Regions from separate parts of the Mus musculus genome. Here all the other regions are linked to region 1. Evidence: chromatin contacts called from public Hi-C and HiChIP or PLAC-seq data. All regions are on one chromosome and are shown on one strand. Each heading gives the region's core, a stretch centred on a gene start, on an enhancer-like site or on the middle of the called end of the contact. The rest is flanking DNA. Distances are from core to core; before and after follow the strand shown. Region 1 overlaps Sh3rf1 (SH3 domain containing ring finger 1). Region 2 overlaps Sh3rf1 (SH3 domain containing ring finger 1). Region 3 overlaps 5730405A17Rik (a long non-coding RNA gene).

Evidence for each region. Hi-C and Micro-C count contacts between places; a contact is called where the count stands out from the background. HiChIP or PLAC-seq counts read pairs in DNA pulled down with a chosen protein or histone mark.
Region 2: an HNF4G HiChIP or PLAC-seq map of pancreatic cancer cells shows a contact between it and region 1. The contact joins two enhancer-like sites. A contact is called at or near these places in 1 of 39 promoter capture datasets (hippocampal neurons), 4 of 484 Hi-C or Micro-C datasets (adipose-derived mesenchymal stem cells, cardiomyocytes, muscle stem cells and 1 more), 4 of 115 datasets of contacts at active chromatin or transcription factors (embryonic stem cells, pancreatic cancer cells and stem cell-derived neural progenitor cells) and 1 of 9 other capture datasets (embryonic stem cells).
Region 3: a contact with region 1 is called in a Hi-C map of Sertoli cells, with 2.0 times the contacts expected there. The contact joins two enhancer-like sites. A contact is called at or near these places in 2 of 484 Hi-C or Micro-C datasets (Sertoli cells and nephron progenitors) and 2 of 115 datasets of contacts at active chromatin or transcription factors (embryonic stem cells and pancreatic cancer cells).

The regions. Positions count from the first base shown.
Region 1 is chr8:61,246,524-61,249,484 of GRCm38.p6, forward strand. All of the region lies in intron 2 of Sh3rf1 (SH3 domain containing ring finger 1), which reads left to right. Among named protein-coding and RNA genes, the nearest start is that of Sh3rf1, 24 kb to the left of the region's middle. Within about 2 kb of position 1,293, at least 98 of the 459 cell types and tissues checked have an H3K27ac peak or open chromatin away from gene starts, as enhancers often do. A contact at or near this core is called in Sertoli cells and pancreatic cancer cells, where this site is marked.
Region 2 is chr8:61,378,706-61,381,819 of GRCm38.p6, forward strand. All of the region lies in intron 10 of Sh3rf1 (SH3 domain containing ring finger 1), which reads left to right. It also overlaps the pseudogene Gm7432. Among named protein-coding and RNA genes, the nearest start is that of 5730405A17Rik, 48 kb to the right of the region's middle. Within about 2 kb of position 1,371, at least 30 of the 459 cell types and tissues checked have an H3K27ac peak or open chromatin away from gene starts, as enhancers often do. A contact at or near this core is called in pancreatic cancer cells, where this site is marked.
Region 3 is chr8:61,402,988-61,406,209 of GRCm38.p6, forward strand. The region is part of intron 3 of 5730405A17Rik (a long non-coding RNA gene); the gene reads right to left. It also overlaps a transcript of Sh3rf1 not described here. Among named protein-coding and RNA genes, the nearest start is that of 5730405A17Rik, 24 kb to the right of the region's middle. Within about 2 kb of position 1,479, at least 51 of the 459 cell types and tissues checked have an H3K27ac peak or open chromatin away from gene starts, as enhancers often do. A contact at or near this core is called in Sertoli cells, where this site is marked.

The DNA of each region.
Region 1 (2,961 bases), core at 43-2,542:
TAGCAACTGGGCCAGCAAGATGGGACTTGCACGGCTGAAGGAAAGAGCCAACTCCTCAGAGTTGTTCTCTGCTTTCCATATGTGCTCCATGTTGCATGTGTGGCAACCTCTACTCATGCATGCTAATCATAATAAGTAAATAAAAAATTTAAAAAAGAAGTACATAGCAACTGTATATCAGTAGTTTTAAAATAAACCCAGCAACTATGAAGTTGATAGGTGTGGTGGTTTGATAGGTTTGGCCCCCTTGGACTTGTGTGTTTGAGTACTTGATCCATAGGGTCTCTATTAGGTTGGGTAGCCTTATTGGAGTAGGTGTGGCTTTGTGAGAGGAAGTGCGTCACTGTGGGGGTGGGGTGGGCTTTGCAGTCTCCTGCTAGTGTCCTATTGCCTATGGATCAAGATGTAGAACTCTTAGCTCTGTACCCAGTGCCACGCTGGCCTGGATACTGCCATGTTTCCTGCCATGATGATAATGGATTAAACCTCAGAGCTATAAGCCAGCTCCAATTAAATGTTTCCTTTATAAGAGTTGCCATGGTCATGATGTCTCTTCAACAATGGAAACCCTAACTAAGACAATGAGAATATTTTAAGAGCTAATTCTATGGAATATTGTCTATCTGATCATAGAAACTGAATTCTCAACTCTATCTTGGAGGGATTATGTTACAAAATGCTTTTCTGACTTGAAGATGGAAGAAGTACTCTTTACCAATGCCGTGTCTGCCCATGGCGCCTGGGTTCGCGGTGAACGAATGCACTCTTCGCTGAGTGCTTGTTTTGTATTGCTGTCACTGCTTGACGAAAGAAGCTTTGACACTTTCATAAGCTGGTGGCCCAACAGGGTCTGAGATGTGCACATTGCAGTCCCCTTAAGTGTGATTTGTAACAGGAATTTAATTGCTTCGCCTGTCACATCTCACCTGATGCTCGGGTGTCTGGACAGCACCCCAGAGCCCTCACTCTGGTTGGCCTACAGTCCACTCCTGACAGTCTCCAGATGCTAAGTACACACCTCCTCGGCACAGACCGCTGAGATCAAAGGTGACCGGAACAATGCATAGCTTTGATTAATAATTTCTCAAGCCTTTTTTTTTTTTAATATTTGAGCAAGGAATGATACCACAAACTCTCATTAATAAGTGGAAGCTAGAGAACAGAACTGTTTGGGGTAACCGTCCTACCCTAAGTCATTCACAAATAATGAAGCTGCTTTCTGAGACAGATTGGGTTTCCTTAAGAAGGAAGCCACCTTTGTTCCAAGTCCCAGTGCATTCCTTATGGGTGAGGTCACCCTGCACTGCTGATAGCTGTCCCTTTCCTAAAGAGAGGCTGCTGAGGTCCCCAGCACAGTCTGTTTCTCACAGTCCCTAAAATGAGCCTTAAATGTACCTGTCCCTTAAAAGCTCCTGAAGGACAAAGGCAGCCTCAGAGGCCTTGTGAACCGTGAACTGATAATAAAGACAATATGCTCTGTTTCTCAAATGGCCTCGTCAAGAACAAAAGAACTGTTCATGGCGACATGACTTTCATGTCGTTATGGAAGGAGGCAGATGGTCATCTTGTCATGCGCGTGAGTTTTGAGGCTGCTTGACTGAGATTATTTGAAACAATAGTTTTTGGTTGTTGATTTAATAAAGCCATGGAGTGGAATTGTATTAGGAAGTGTACAAATGTTGCCACTGCTATTTCTTAGACAATGCAAATTTAAAAGGAGCCTTCCCTGCCTCTCATAACAGCCAAGGAGTGAAAGTGTGTAGTGAACCCCGGATTACACTGTGAGGAACAGTCTCCTCGTTCATCTTGCTCTGTTGTGCCTTTTATTTTATTTTTTTGGGGGACAGAATCTTACTTGTCATCTAAGTTGGCTTGAAGTCCTGGCCTCCACTGATCTTCCTTGTCTCAGCTTCCCCCCCCCCCCAATTCCCCCTGCCCGAGGGCTGGAACGACAGGCGTGTGCTACCATGTTTACCTAAGAGACGCTCAAATTCTGCCTGTTAGTGTGACACGTCACTCTTTATCACAAAACTACGTGGTATAGTGGTCCACCAGACTTGAGCAATGCAGCCAAGCCTTATCTCTTCAGCTTCTATAGTATTTTTAAGCCACACAGGTGTTCGTGAAGCCGTGAGGCTCTTTGATCCACTGGGTGAATGAGCCACCTTTATTCCAACTCTCATGGCTTGCTTGTTTCTTTATTATATCTGCTTGGTCTTTTCTCAGCTGTCACTTAACAAAAAGACCATTTCAGATGGCCAATTCCAAAAAAAGCAAGATCTCAGATTTATGACATACTCTTTTTAATTTTCTCTGTGGCACTTATATTACCCACCTTGGCCCTCTGTGAGGGTCAGGACTGTGGCTTGGTTTGTTCCTGTCTGTATCAGCAGGACCTGGAACATGGCTGGATAAGGTGTTCTTCTTCTTATCATGGCCATAAACGCCTATTTAGAAGGAAATGCTTGTTTTGGCTTTCAGTTTGAGAGCTACAGTCCCCCATGGAGGGGAAGACTACAGGCAGTTTGCAGGGGAAAGGAGTGTGCAGCTGTGCCTCTCCCCTTCCTCATATCTTAGGAACAGGAAGTAGACAATAGACAGGAAGAAGGGCCTGTTTTAAAATCACTTCTTCCAGTGCCACTCCTAAAGGTCCCACAACTTTCCAAAATGGGGGTACCAGCAAAGGACCAAATGTTCCAACTATGGGCAGGCATTCTTCATTCTAGCCTCAGTTGCTGATACATAGTTTGCTCTTTGAGAATATATCAAATTAACAAACTAAGCTTGGAAACCTGACTTGTCCGTGTTAATTCTGCAAATGGCATGTTACAGTGTGACAAACTGAAAAAAAAAAAGACCCTTAGCCCTTCAGTTTCAACTGGATCAAGAGTTTTTGCTGGCAAGTGAATTAAAAGTGTTGTCTATGCTTGTTTGGTATGTCACTGTGTGTAGTGCTTTATG
Region 2 (3,114 bases), core at 121-2,620, 130 kb after region 1:
AGTGAGTGTCTCCCTTACAGAGGGAGACCTGAGGCTTCTTGATGCAGACTTATGTTTAGAGGCCTTTCTTACGATCCTCACATAGAAGAGCCTGTCTCTTTTACCTGCTCTGGCCTCTTCCCTGGCTTCTTTCCTGCTTATTTCTTTGCTCAGATGGTTTTGTTGTTTTTTTGTTGTTTTTCTTCCTTTTAGCTTTCTTTTACTGTCAAAAACAAGCTCATCTGCCTGTGTGTTTTGTTGGGAAACGTTCTTGGGGAATCTATAAACGGCCGCATTCACAGTGTCTGCTCTTGCTGATAGCTGGGATCCAGACCTGGTCATCAGGATGTCTGTCTGTGCAGAGTTCAGCTAGGAGATGTGGGAAAGAAAGGCGGGGTGTGTGTGGGGGTGGTGGAGGTGGGGGAAAGGAGAGGGAGACAGAGAAAAAAGGCAGACAGATAGACAGACAGACAGACAGACAGAGGGGGAGCTGCGTCTGCTCTTATCATTCTGTGGAATAGAGTCTCCTTTCCACCACCACCCCCCCCCCTTGCTTGCATGGTGATTTTAGGCAGGCTTTCAGAGCTTCAGGCAACAGGAATAATTAATTCCTACCTCATCGGCTTGCTGTGAAGACTAAATATGGAAATCCCCCTGATAGCGTTTAACAAGACTCTCGAAACAGGTGGTGTTTAATCATCTCTAGAATTTCAGGAAGCTTCCTTTCCTACCCCAGCATGCCCCCCACAGCACCCCAGCCTCATGCCCCCCACAGCACCCCAGCCTCATGCCTCCCCCTGCTTGGTTCTTGGGCAGAGGACCTGTTATACAGCCATGCTTGTTGCTGCTGTTAGATACAAACTGTCCTAGACACATCACGTTCCGGAGCTAAGCACATTGCCTGCTTCATCTTGAGTACTCAGAAATATTTGCTCCAAGTATGAGGGATTATTTTTAAGGACACGACTTAATATTTTTGAGATTCCTACCTAAGGACAATGACTCCTGCATAGTAGAAAACTAGTATATAAATTGGATCTGTGGGCCCAAGAAGACTCTTACTAATGTCTCCATGTAGCTTAAATGGAATGAATGAGTGAATGAATGAATGAGGGATTAGGCCCAGCACTTCTCACATGTCAGAAAAATGTTCTTATTGAATTCTAAGCTTGTTTTTGTTTCATATGCCTTGGCATGTACCATGCATGAGTGAGGGAATGCATGTGAGTATGTGTGTGTGTGTGTGTGTGTGTGTGTGTGTGTGTGTGTGTGTGTGTATGTGTGTACATTCAAGTTTATATATGGATAGAGGCCAGGCGTCAGTCTCCAGTGCTGTTCGTCAAGATCAGTTGTTCTTAACCTGTGGGTGTTGGCCCTCTTGGGGGTCAAAAAGCCTTTTGCATGGCTTGCATATCAGATATTTACATAATGAATCATAGCAGCAACAAAGTCACAGTTATGACGTAGCAATGAAATAATTTTACGGTTGGGAGTCACCACAACATGAGGAACTGTATGAAAGGGTTGCAGCGTTAGGAAGGTTGAAAACCAATGCTCAAGAGCTTCCACCTAGTGTTTGAGATACGATCATTGATCGGCATGGACCTTGCTAGGTTGGCCCTGAAGCTTTGGGGATCAACTGCCTTCGCCTTCCCAGGCTACCGTGCTCAAGGTTTACCGTAAGTTCTAAGGGTGGCACTCAGGTCCTCATGCCTGAATGGCCAGCACTTTACTAACTCAGCCATTTTTCCATAAGTCGGTTGGTTCTTTTTTTTTTTTTTCAGCAGACTTAATTCTTTTATTTTTCTCATATAAAAACCCTTATGTGGTAGCCACAGCTGGAGCCTGGGTCCTCTGAACAGAGACTCTGGTGTGGGTTTTCACAAGATGATCCGTGAATTCCTGATAAGGAGACTTGGTGAAGACAGTCTCTTTCCAGAGGTCGGGGGTCAGGTAGCTGTAAGTCTTGGAGATGGCATCAAAGGTGGCCTTAGCAAAGTTGCCCAGGGTGGCAGTGCAGCCTCTGGCTGAAGTGTAGCAGTCATCTATACCGGCCATCATCAGGAGCTTCTTGGGCACAGGAGCAAAGACAATGCCAGTGCCTCTGGGGGCAGGGATGAGACGCACCAGCACAGAGCCACAGCGGCCTGTCACCTTGCATGGAACAGTGTGGGGCTTGCCAATCTTGTTCCCCCAGTAGCCTCTCCGCACAGGGACGATGGAAAGCTTGGCCAAGATGATAGCCCCTCAGATAGCAGTGGCAACCTCCTTGGAGCACTTAACACCAAGACCAACGTGACCATTGTAGTCCCCAATAGCGACGAAAGCCTTGAACCTGGTCCGCTGGCCAGCCCGAGTCTGCTTCTGCACTGGCATGATTTTCAGAACCTCATCCTTTAGGGACGCACCCAGGAAGAAATCAATGATCTCAGACTCCTTAATGGGCAGGGAGAACAGGTAGATCTCCTCCAAGGACTTGATCTTCATGTCCTTAACCAGGCGGCCCAGCTTGGTGACAGGGATCCACTCCTTGTCTTCAGCTTTACCTCCACGAGCCCCGCGGCCTCAACCACGGCCACGGCCTCGGCCACGACCACGGCCCCTAAGACCGCTGCCGAATCGTCCGCGGAAGCCGCCACGGCCTCCTAATCCTGGGCCCCCGGGTCCTCCGGGCCCTCCCGCTGCACCAGCGTCATCCGCCATTTGGTGTTTTCCCGAAGAAGAAGAAGAAGAAGCCAGTTGGTTCTTTTTCTGAGGCTAAATTTAAACAGGCTGGTCACCTCCTTAGGATCCTCTTGTGTCGGCCTCCCAAGGAGATGGGATTATAGGAGTGTATCACCATATCCAACTAGAAAACATTGCACATATAAAAATAACTCTGATAGGTTTTTGATCCAGATACTTCTTTTTAAAAAACAATACAAAACAAAAAAAACTTGATACTATTTATTGTTTGGTTGGTTGGTTGGTTTTTTGTTTTTGTTTTTGAGACAGTGTTTCTCTAAGTAGCCTTATCTGTGCTAGAACTTGCTCTGTAGATCAGGCTAGCCTTGAACTCAGAAATCTGCCTGTCTCTGCTTCCCAAGTGCTGGGATTAAAGGCACGCCCCACCACCACCCTGTGATAGTTGTAAAT
Region 3 (3,222 bases), core at 229-2,728, 160 kb after region 1:
GAACTGGGGAGGGCTGGCACGATAGCTCAGCCAGGTAGAGGCCCTGCCACCAAGCCTGGTGACCTGTGTCATCCAAGGCCCTGACAGTGGCAGAAGGAGAGAACAGACTCCTGTAATTGTCCTCTGACCTCCACGCATGTGCAATGGCACATTCCCTCACTTATACATTAATAAATAAGTTGTAATTTTAAAAACTTGGGGTGGGGGAAGAAATGGCGAGATCTAATCCTGAAGCCCTTCGCTCTGTCTAAATGGACTGTGGACATCCAAACAAAGACAGATGTACAGTTCTGCAAATGTCAGGTTGTCTCTCCTCTGGTATGTCCCGAGTTTCACATTCACTATGATCTTTGGTCCACTAGAGCCCCAGAATGAGAATGGGCCTCTCCAGGCTGCTGGGCTGATGATCACATGATCTGCCCACTGTGAACAGAACGGACACTTTCTCAGCAAATTGAGACGGGGCTTACAGAGGGGAACAATGGCACTTCAGCCCTCTAATTAAACACGGTGTGACATCTCTGGCACAAAGACTTGGATTCTTATTCCCAACCCCTGGAGCAAGGTCAGGGGAGTGAAGGCCAGCTGCCAGCACCTTATCTCCTGATCCTATCTAGTTCATTCCTTTTGCCAGCAGAAATTGAAAGCTTAATGGAATTACCTCTCTCTCTCTCTCTCTCTCTCTCTCTCTCTCTCTCTCTCTCTCTCTCCCTCTCCCCCTCCCCCTCCCCCCTTTTTCTCTCACTTGAGGGTGCTACAACACATAAAGCAAAAACGTCCTTTTGAGTAAAACCAATTTCCTTATAAATTATATCACAAATGCACATTCAACAAATTCCCCATGGCTGTAAAGGCTGATCTTGCCACTGGCTCACTCTTTAATACAAGCTAATTCAACCATCCCCCATGGTTTAATTTGTAATTCCTCTTTATTTTCCCTTCCTTACCAAGGTTTTATTTAGAAAAAAAAGTCTCCAGTTAAGGATTGACTCTGGCTCTCTCTAAGCTCTGTGGTACAGCACAGATTTAGCATGCACCAGGCCCTCCATTCAGTCCCCAGCACACACACACACACACACACACACACACACACTAAAGGGCAAATAAAATGACTCTAATTTCTCATTTGGAATTGGTACGGTGGCAGGGACTGTGAGTAAAAACCCCCCTTTATGGTTTAGATATGCAATAATAGTACCACCAAGGCTTGTGGGTCTTTTTATGCAAAAGCATACAGGCTTTGGAGGCTCTGTATCACAAAAGACCACCTCGGCTGTTGAAACCCTCTCTGTGCAGCAAAGAGAGATGGATAAAGAAAGGAATTTAGGAACCTAGTGCTTGAAAGTGCCTCATTTATTAAATTGGCCCCCAGGGTGTTCAAGCAGCCAAGCCCATGAAAAATAGCAACGTGCAAGGACACAAGCCTGAGAAAAGAAGGGCGGAGTCTTTCACTCCTTGCCTGCAGGGAGAGAGCTCTGCTGTGTCTACAGAGGTTTGTCCAGCTGGCTGCCTCCTCTTATCCTGCTCAGCCACCACAGCAAGAGGGCAGTCTCCATAGATAGCCATACCACTGGCTCACTCTACCCGGGTAGCAATTGTGGATTCCTGTGATGTGGTCATGGTTTACAGAAATCAAAGTCGGGATTGAGTTTCTACCCTTTAAGCCGAAATGATTCTTTCCTGTGATTTCCTTGCCCAAGACACATTGTGGGATTGGCATAGTATCATCCGGGCCCTCTAATAAAGCCTAAGTCAATGAAGCCTTGAGAATGGGGGGATCTTGGGAGGAGCGAGACTGTCGTGGTCTCTTCCTGCCAGCTGAGTGCACCCAGTGACTTAGAACTAAAGAGAGCAGATGTATAGCTTTAGAATCAGACCAGTAGCCTTTAGTTGTAACCTACCCCATTGTCTTAGGGTTTTCATGACCAAGGCAGCTCTTATACTAGGACAAAATTCAACTGGGGCTGGCTTACGGTGTCAGAGGTTCAGTCCATTATCATCAAAGCAGGAGGCATGGCAGCATCCAGGCAGACATGGTACTAGAGAAGGAGCTGAGAGTTCAGCATCATGTTCCAACCATACTCAGGAGAGAATTGGCTTCTAGGCATCTAGGAGAAGGGCCTCAAAGCCCACCCCCAAAGTGACACACTTCCTCCAACAAACCACACCTAGTCCAACAAGGGCACACTTCCTAATAGTGCCACTCCCTGGGTCAAGCATATTCAAACCACCACACCCATATTCCAGACAATGCAGTTTCTTTTCTTCTTAAAATATTTAGTATACATTACTTTCTCCATTTCTTCTTATGTCACCATCTCTGTCTGTCTTCCTAGCCTCATCCCACTCTGCAGGTGCTCCACACTCTCATTGGTAGCTTGATGTGCAGTGGACTCACCCATAAATGAATGTCCTTGTTTAGAAATGGGACACTCCAAGCTCTTCCCCTTAAGTTCCCTGCACAGAAGGAAGGTGGTGGTGGATGGTTTAATTTTTTTTTTTTTGAGACAATGTCTTACTGTGTGTTCCTGGCTTGCCTAGAACTCTCAGCTTCTTCCCACAATAAATACAGAGATCAGTTTGGGCCCAGTTCCAAGCCAGCCTCAAAGTCACAGAGCTCTGACTGTCTCTGCCTCCTGAGGGCTGAGATTAAAGGACTATGCCACCAAGCCCAGCTACATCCAGATTCTTAAGAACTTAAAGGGTTGGGTTTGTTTGTTTGTTTGTTTGTTTGTTTGTTTTTTGGATTTTTTGTTTTTGTTTTTGTTTCTGGTTTTTGTTTTTGTTTTTTTTAGTTTGCCTGAGATAAATTCACGTGTGTATTACTCTATTTCAAATATATTGACTAAGTTTTCTGGTGTCACTGTTTAGCTAACAAAGGTAAGGACTGCTGTGAAGACACAGGAGAAATGCTTGAAGTATTTTTGTGACATTTATTTATAGTATGTGTGTATATGTATTCATCTGAGTGTAGTTGTGTGTGTGTGTGTGTGTGTGTGTGTGTGTGTGTGTGTGTGTGTGTGTGTATGAGAGAGAAAATGAGAGAGATGGAAGGAGAGAGAGAGAGAGAGAGAAGCTAGCAGGATGTGAGTCTCTTCTTCCACTATGTGAGCCCCAAGGATGAAACTGAGTCATGAGGGCTGAGCCATCCTGCTTGCCCAGAAACACTTTTTCATTTCACAAATAGTTGGAAATGGCTTACCAGAATATAAGCATTAAGAT